Linked DNA regions of Sus scrofa: all the other regions are linked to region 2. A link is a contact called in public promoter capture Hi-C data. All regions are on one chromosome and are shown on one strand. The core of a region is the stretch at or near the end of the contact, and the rest is flanking DNA. Distances in the headings are between cores, read along the strand shown. Region 1 holds the start of FAM168A (protein FAM168A). Region 2 holds the start of STARD10 (StAR related lipid transfer domain containing 10). Region 3 holds the start of ANAPC15 (anaphase-promoting complex subunit 15).

Evidence for each region. Promoter capture Hi-C pulls out the DNA fragments that hold promoters and counts their contacts.
Region 1: a contact with region 2 is called in a promoter capture Hi-C map of liver, with 4 times the contacts expected there. The contact joins the promoter of FAM168A here to the promoter of STARD10 in region 2. A contact is called at or near these places in 1 of 5 promoter capture datasets (liver) and 1 of 2 datasets of contacts at active chromatin or transcription factors (alveolar macrophages).
Region 3: a promoter capture Hi-C map of liver shows a contact between it and region 2, with 2.2 times the contacts expected there. The contact joins the promoter of ANAPC15 here to the promoter of STARD10 in region 2. A contact is called at or near these places in 1 of 5 promoter capture datasets (liver) and 1 of 47 Hi-C or Micro-C datasets (liver).

What each region holds. Positions count from the first base shown.
Region 1 is chr9:8,070,758-8,073,457 of Sscrofa11.1, reverse strand. FAM168A (protein FAM168A) reads left to right here and starts at 1,447. Exons shown (of 8, transcript XM_021062480.1): 1 at 1,447-1,926.
Region 2 is chr9:7,335,629-7,338,328 of Sscrofa11.1, reverse strand. STARD10 (StAR related lipid transfer domain containing 10) reads left to right here and starts at 1,413. Exons shown (of 7, transcript NM_001243805.1): 1 at 1,413-2,226.
Region 3 is chr9:6,688,594-6,691,293 of Sscrofa11.1, reverse strand. ANAPC15 (anaphase-promoting complex subunit 15) reads left to right here and starts at 1,381. Exons shown (of 5, transcript XM_013999278.2): 1 at 1,381-2,087. The coding sequence starts at 1,995.

The sequences.
Region 1 (2,700 bases), core at 198-2,697, 740 kb before region 2:
AGAAATCATCTGATACAACATTCCATGTTCTAGAAAAGCTGCACACAGAAGGAAACAATATTTAAGTGTAAGATTATTTATTCAGTCTACAGACAATGCTTTAAGTATTGCTTTGTAGACTCTTAACAATAACTTCGTTCCTCCCGCCTCATTCCTCCTCCCCACAGTGATCCCTAAAGAGTAGAAACAATTGCTATAAGAACTCAGATATAAGGAAAATCAATGTGTCTAAAATGTTCTGGGGAGGGTAGGACTTTGGCTTGAGTTTCAAGAATGAGTAGGAGAAAAGGAGGAAATAGGTGTGGAAAGACCAGAAGGAAAAATTTGAGAAGAGACAATAAAAATTGAGAAAGCCCTCCCTACTAACTTAATGTTCTTTTATGATTCTACATGACCACCATTCATTGTTTTAATAGTGGAAATGCTGAGCTCACAGAAAAACCAGGCAGTCTTGGATCACCACAGAGGGCAACAGAAAGCCATGGAAAGCTTTTAGGTAGCAAAGACAAATTGTTGTTGAATTTGGAAATTATATTTTGGAAAATAGTCTTAAAAGCTTAAAAACTTATGTGCTCTTTTTAAACAATGCAGGCAATATTAAAATAAAAGTTATTTGAAATCTGACACTTTTCTCCAAGATAATGACAGATTATTTTGGGAAACCTCTTTCCTGAAATCTTATATTGTCCCAAGCTTCACATAAATTGGATCATTCTAAACATACTGTTCTTAGCATTTCCCCCGCTCTAGAATAGATTTTGATGTCAAGAAACAGATTCATATCAGTATTTTGAATGGCTGCTTAGTAGTATATTGTTTGTATATGCAATTTACTTTAACCAGTTCCTATGGATGGACTCTATAATCAACAACCTCATATAACAACCTTGTGCATTCATCTTTTCCAAATTGTTGATTTTCTTTTTAAGGTAAATTCTTAAAAGTAATGAGGCTGCGTCAAGAGGTACGCTTTTTTTTTTCCTTTGGGTTCAAGGTGCCAAATCGTCCGGATTTGCAGAGAGACCAGGAGGAGCCGCTGCGTTTGTCTAGTGAGAGACAGTGGCGACGGAGATGGCGAAAAGAGTACAGACTCCAAGGTGAACTAGTCTATCTAGGCCTGTTCTCGATGGGTTGGCATATTTCCTTCCCTTTTTTCTCTCTTTCACTTCTTAGGCTTAACATGGAGGAAGAACTGAGAACTGCATCTCCCAGCGTTTCACAAGAACCACGCTCCCTGGGAACTGTAGTACAGAGTCTGAGAAGGGCCCGGAAGCAGGGCGCGAGGCTGTGAGGGCATGCTGGGAAATGTAGTTCGGCGGGAAGTGGTGGTAGTGGGGGGGTCTATATGGGAGTGTGCGCGTGCCCGCGAAGAGACGCCACAAACATGGTCCTTTGGGGGATGGGGCAGCGGGGCGACCTAATTTTCCCTCGTATGTGGTCTTTGAGTCTACAAAAGCCCCCCGCGGAGAGCTGGCTTTATTCCATTGTCTGTGACCGGGAAGAGAGCGGTCCCTCCGCAACGAGTGCGGGGGCGGGAGGCGCAGGCTGAGCGCGGGTCGGAGCGGGGCATGCCGGGAGTTGTGGTCCAGGCGCGCTGAGGCTGTGGGATGTGTCGCGGCGCCGCGCCGGCTCCTCCTTCCCAGCCCTTCTCAGCGGTCCCCCGCCCCTTCCCTCAGCCTCCTCCTCCCTCGCCCGCAGCCCAGCGTCCCCTCCCCCCACCCGTCGGGCTCCTCGGCGGCTACTGCAGAGGATTCAGAGCCGAGTCGCTGAGGAGGAGGAGGAGGCTCCCGGTCCCTGCGCGCCATCCGCCTCCTTACTGGACACGGGCGAGGGAGCGAGAGCGTCGCCTCCGTAGCCTTCAGAGAAGACAAGGGCATCGTCGTCTCAGCCGCCGCCGCCGCCGTTTTCGCCTGCAGCGGCTCACCGGTGAGGCGATCCCCCCCCTCCCAACGCCGGTCCGCTCTCCCTGAGCCTGGGCCGGTGGTACTGGGGAGAATGAGAGTCGGGGCACGGAGTGCCCTCGCGGGCTGGGGGAAGGGGGCTGAGGTTGCGATGGAACGGCGGGCTGGCCGGGGAGACTTGTCCTGGCGCGGGCTGGGGGTGGGGTGAGGGTGGGACACTAGCAGGTTGGGGGGGAGCGGCTAGGGAAGGGGACTTTTAATGGGGAGTGACCAGACCTGGGACAGGAGCGTGGGGTTGTAGGATTGGGGTGGAATTTGGGTGGTTTGGGGCGAAATGGATGATGAGACTGGAGGGGGATGGCTTCTAATGGGGGAGGGGACTGCGTGAGGGTGGTGAATTTGGGGTTGGCCTGGAGCAATTGACAGCTTGGGATCCGGGCCGGGTTGCGGGGTCGGGGGTTTATTTGAATAGAGAGTTGGATTACAGGGTTAGTAGGACCCTCGGGGGATGTTAATTAAGGAGGGCGGAATTTGAGGTGGACCTCGGGCTGGCTGATGAAGGTGGTAGGAGCTGGGGGTGAGGGGCTTGGCCTGGGTTGAGACCTGAGCTTGAAGTGGGCGCTTGCCATCTGGGGATGGTGGAATTTGTTGCGACTTATGGAATAGCGTGGCTTAGGAGAGCAGAGGTAGGTAGAATTGGGGGGTTTCCTGGGAAGTGCTTATGGAGGTTGGAAATAGTGGGGGCGGGACTTTCAATGAGGGAGTGTGAAGGTGAGCTGGCAGGAGGGGGGAAATAAGT
Region 2 (2,700 bases), core at 164-2,663:
TTTTTTAGTTGGTAGTAGGAGGAAAACCAAAGTTTTAGGTTTCACATAGCAGGACGGTGATTGTTGGTATTGAACACTGGGAGGCCTAGTATACTGTGCCACTGAGGAATACGCTAGCCATTAGCCACAGGCTATTTAAATTTGACTGAAAACAATTAATTGGATTTAAAATATTTTTAGAATAAATTCAATTAAAAGTGTTTCTTCTTCCGTGTCAGCCTCATATCAAATATCCAGTAGCCTCAGACTAGTCGCTACCGTACTGGCCTGTGCAGATATAGAATATTTCCGTCATCACAGTTCTTTTTTTTTTTTTTTTTTTTTTTTGTCTTTTGTCTTTTTGTTGTTGTTGTTGTTGTTATTGTTGCTATTTCTTGGGCCGCTCCCGCGGCATATGGAGGTTCCCAGGCTAGGGGTTGAATCGGAGCTGTAGCCACCGGCCTACGCCAGAGCCACAGCAACGCGGGATCCGAGCCGTGTCTGCAACCTACACCACAGCTCACGGCAACGCCGGATCGTTAACCCACTGAGCAAGGGCAGGGATCGAACCCGCAACCTCATGGTTCCTAGTCGGATTCGTTAACCACTGCGCCACGCATCACAGTTCTTTTGAGCAACAGTAAGAGAACTGAGTCTCTGGCTACAGTGACCTCTGGGAGCTCTGTCCCCAGAGAGTGATGGGGGTTAAAGCCGTGCGGGAGATGCAGACAGATAGTGAGCAGTATTCTTTCTAAAATTCAGCCCTAACAGCGCTGCTCTCTTCCTACGACACCTACCGAGTAACTCATGCATCCTTCGAACCCACAGCCCAGGCTCAGAGCGCTAGGCTCCACTGCCCTACGGCGTCTACCTGCCTACACAAGCTCACTACTACTGTCCCCGAACTCCATCTCCCAACATGCCTCGGGCCCTGCGGCGACTCTGGGTCTTGGACTTCTGGGAAATGTAGTCTTAACAACGGTCCAACCCCGGAAAGGGTCTAGCCGCGAACTCAGGCTCCCATGAGGCAGTGCGTGGGCCGTTCCGTGCCGCTCTGAATCCCTCGGCCGCCAGAGTCGGTCCCCAAAGTGCAGTGCAGTCGTGACTGACAGGCCAGAGTTCAGGGGTGGCCGCGCTGTGCCTCTCCCTGCCACTCCTTAGGCCTCCGCTCCGCGGAGTTGTGGAGACGCTTCAACCGAAGAGGAGCCGACAAGGCCCAAGGGAGCTGTAGTGACAGAACGGCCACCTGGGGGACATGACGGCCGCAACCGGCCGCTAACTAGCAGCTGGAGGACCGCTGGGAGGCCCCGAGGAGACGCGCACGCGCAGAAGCTGGGCCTCGAGGCCTCCGTAAACACCAAAGAGCGCCTGCGCAAACGGGGCGCCTCGGGATGGCCGCGTGGGGGCGCCTGAGCAAAGACGACAGCAATAAATAGTAAAGTACCTGTCGGGTTATCTTTCCGCTGTCTTTTCTCTTAAGGTTTGCAAAGCATAGCCCATCGCTGCCTCCTAGTTTGCTCCTTAGAGCGGTCGTTTTACCAGTGGGGCAGCGAGTCAGAAGAAGTCACACAGCCAGAGTCCGAACAAAGTGAGAGGGACCGCGCCAAACGGTTCAGGCTTCTCTACCTTGACTTGCTGTGTGAGCTTGGGTAGTTTTGTTCCCCTGAGGACCTAAGCCTTCTTAGTCGAAAGTGGAAACAGGTTGTTGGAAGGATCAGATGAAATCCAGGAGTGAAACTAAATTCCCGAGCAACCTATAAAGGCAACAGATTATTATAATCGGGTGACTGCAGATTGAGGAGCCTCTTCTGGATTCTACAGATTGCAAAGCCGAGAGCCCCAAGAGGGGCAGGAGCTTGCCACGGGTCTCAGCAGTCTGTGAGCAAAGGCTAAAGCCCATCCTTCCTGCCTCTGGGCCTGAGCCCTTCCTTGCACCCCAAGGATGAGTGTCTTTGTTGGATAAAGGCCTAAAAAGACGGACTGTACTCGGGGTTGGGGCGTCTCTACTCCCAGTCCTCCTCCCACCCAACCTGGGCCTCGTGGAGGAAGGTCCTGCTCTGTTGAGATGACCACCAAAGGCAGGGAACTAAGGAGGAGCTGGAGAATCGAGGAGCTGGAGAATCGTGGAGAAAGATCCTGAAGCTGAACAGACTCTGTTTCTCAGAGGAGCAGCCCAGCTCAGGGAGGGAGTCCAAGTGTGTGGCACGAGGAGTGATGTCAAGGGGACAGACCTGAACGGAAAGAGGGGTAAGGTGCTGGGCTCCACTTCTGAGTCTGGGAGGAATGGGGGCTCAGGTGACTCCAGGTGACTCCAGGGACAGCGGGAGGTGGTAGCTGGGCTGGCCTGGGTGATGAGAGGAGGAAATGATGCACACGGAGCTGAGGGGCTGTCGGAGCCACTTCCTCAGCAGGTGGAGCAGTCAGGTGGCACCATGGGCACACCCTCCCCTCCCCCCGCCAATCAGGCAGCTGCCCACAGGGAAGTGAACTTTTATCTCTCGTGGGAGCTCTCTGGGGTGCTCTTAGAGATTGTGGACATAGGTGTGGGAGGGGCTGGGAGACCCTAAGGTCTGGTTGCAGATGGGACCTTCTCAGGCAAGCGGTGAAAGGCAGGTGTTTGTACAAAGGAAGCTCGAGCTCCTCCCCACCTCCAAGTGCTAATACTCGGGGTCCTCGCAAATCATCTCTGTTTCCAGCAGGAGGAACAGGGGCTGAAGGAGG
Region 3 (2,700 bases), core at 132-2,631, 650 kb after region 2:
TGCCCCCTTCTTTTCCCACTCTCCCCGTAGAACGCTATGGTCTAGCCATTCTAGGCCTTTTGCACTTGCTGTTTTCTGAGGCTCTTCCCAGAGTATCAGAACAGTGCCCCTCTTTTTTTCTTCCAATCTTTTACTCAAAGTCACCTTCCCAGTAAGGTCTTCCTTGGCCCCCCCCAAAATAAAATAAAACATCTTTCCTGCCAATATTTTATTCCCACTTCCCTGATTCTTTTCCTCCTTAGTATTTACTGCCGTCTTAAAACTATATATTTTAATTTCCTGTCTTCTCTCTCTCTCATTGAAATGGAAGTACTGTGAGGAGTTTTTTGGTTTGTTTTGTTCACTATTGTGTACACTTTATTAGAGTAGCGGCAGGCATACAGTAAGGTATTCAGCAGGTATGGGTTGAATGAATGAAATGAATGAATGAAATTGTGGACACTTGCAACAGGCAAGTTTTACTCTTAATGAAAAAGCTGTAACAACCAGAGCTGCTCAGCAACAGTGACAGCTGACATGCACAGTACACTACCTCTTAACACGTGTTATCTCAAATCTTCACATTAGTCTGAAGGCTGGGCAGAGATGATGACGCTGGTTGAAGAGGAAACTGAGTCCTGATAAGGCGACAGAGCTTATGAAGGGTCACCCAGCAGGTTGGGGGAAGAGTGGAACTGTGGAACTGGAAAGACTCTGGGAGTTCCCGTCGTGGCGCAGCGGAAACGAATCCGACTAGGAACCATAAGGTTGCGGGTTTGATCCCTGACCTCGCTCAGTGGGTTAAGGATCTGGCGTTGCCATGAACTGTAGTGTAGGTCGCAGAAGCGGCTTGGATCTGGCGTTACTGTGGCTCTGGCGTAGGCCGGTGGCTACAGCTCCGATTAGACCCCTAGCCTGGGAAGCTCCATATGCCGTGGGTGTGGCCCTAAAAAGACAAAAGGCAAAAAAAAAAAAGAGACAGAGTCTTGGGGGTGATGGAATTTAACAAGGGTTAGATTTGAAGGACTTTGCTGCTTGAAGGCATCAGCAGGTCTGAAGGGCATGCTCACTGGGAAGCTGAGTCAGAAGTCTCTACAGAACAGAAGGTGGGAGTGATGTGCCAGGGCTGACCACTAAACATATTTGGCCCAGGCCTGGAGAGGGCAGCTGAATGTCTCAGTAGCAGAATGCTGACCCTAAGATTGAGTAATCACTCAGTCCCTTACAAAATCTCCAATGCAGAACTGGACAGGCAATCTTTTGTTTTTGCTTTTTAGGGCCACTGATGCAGAGCAAAGTTCCCAGGCTAGGGGTAAGATGGGAGCTACCAATGCCAGCCTACAGCACAGCCACAGCAATGCAGGATCCCAGCTCACCACAGCTCACAGTAACACCAGATCCTTCACCCACTGAGCGAGGGCAGGGATCCAACGCGAATCCTCATGGATACTAGCTGGGTTCACTTCCACTGAGCCATAATGGGAACTCCTTGGACAGGCAATCTTAAGGGAATGGTGAGTCCACTACAGGGCTGCAGACTACAGACTAACTGCAGAGGTCTTTGAGGGAAGAGACCATGTTCCTAGATTTATCTCCAGCTTCCAGGAGGGCCTGGAATATTGAATATAATAGGGACTCAAGTATTTCTGGTGAAGGCATACGTGTATGAATGTATGCGCCCAACAGGAAACTGAGGGCGAGAGCAGCTAGACAGGTGGGGGATAAAACCACTTAGCGACTCCGGGGTAGAAGCGGACTAAATTTCTTGGGACGCAGCCGGAAAATGTGCCATTCCTAACGCTGGAGGCCGCCAGCTGTTTTTCATGAAGTTTTGCATTGCAAATACCGCCTGAAGCCAGACGGGGCGGGGCCGAGACGAAGAAGCCGATTGGCTGAGGCTGAAGGCGGGGCCATGCAGCGGCTCGCCAAAGGTCGGCCCAACACGTGACTAACGTGTGAGCGTCACTTCCCGTCTGGTGGGCGGGAGAGAGAAAACAAAAGAAGACCAAAGACGCATGCGTGCGGTGTGTCCCGAGTTCTGGCGGGTTCTTCCGCTCTGGCAAAGAGAAGTGCTTCCGGGTTGCCGCCGGCTGCCGCCTCCCGGCGCGGTAAGTACAGAAGGAAGGCTGCGGCTGCTGTCTCCTTACCCCTTCTTTCCTCCCTCCTCCAGAGAAACTCTGTTCACCGCACCCACCTCCTCAGGAGCTCGCTGTTCACACTCCCGTTAACATTAAAGAGCTCCAGCTCATTGGCCGCTTTCTCGCGGTTAAGCCCCACCCCGTCACACCGATCCGCCACTCATTGGTGTCACTTCCTGTCACTCAACAGTTCTTCCAGGTCACGGGGTTTCTTCAATTTAGTGATTAACCCTATAGGTGCAAATACCTGGTCGAATCCCGCCCCTGTCTTCTCCCTGTTGGTCAACTCCGCGGTTATTATCATAACAAACAAAGAATGGCTGGTAGTTTGGCGGCGAGGGTTTGGGTTTAAGGAGCCGAGCTCTCTGGCCCTTTGGTACCTGAGGAACGGGAGCGTGGGTTCCGTGGGCCGTGTTAAAGGGGCCGGGCAGCCGAGGTCCACGGAGGGGCAGCGGCTGGCCCCGGATCAGTCAAATAACTTAGGGCAAAAGCAGAATTAGACGTAGGTCCTTTTCTCCTGGTCATGTCTAGTGTCCGGCCTGGATCTCCCCAAAAAGTTCTATGCCCCAAATCACTGGGACCT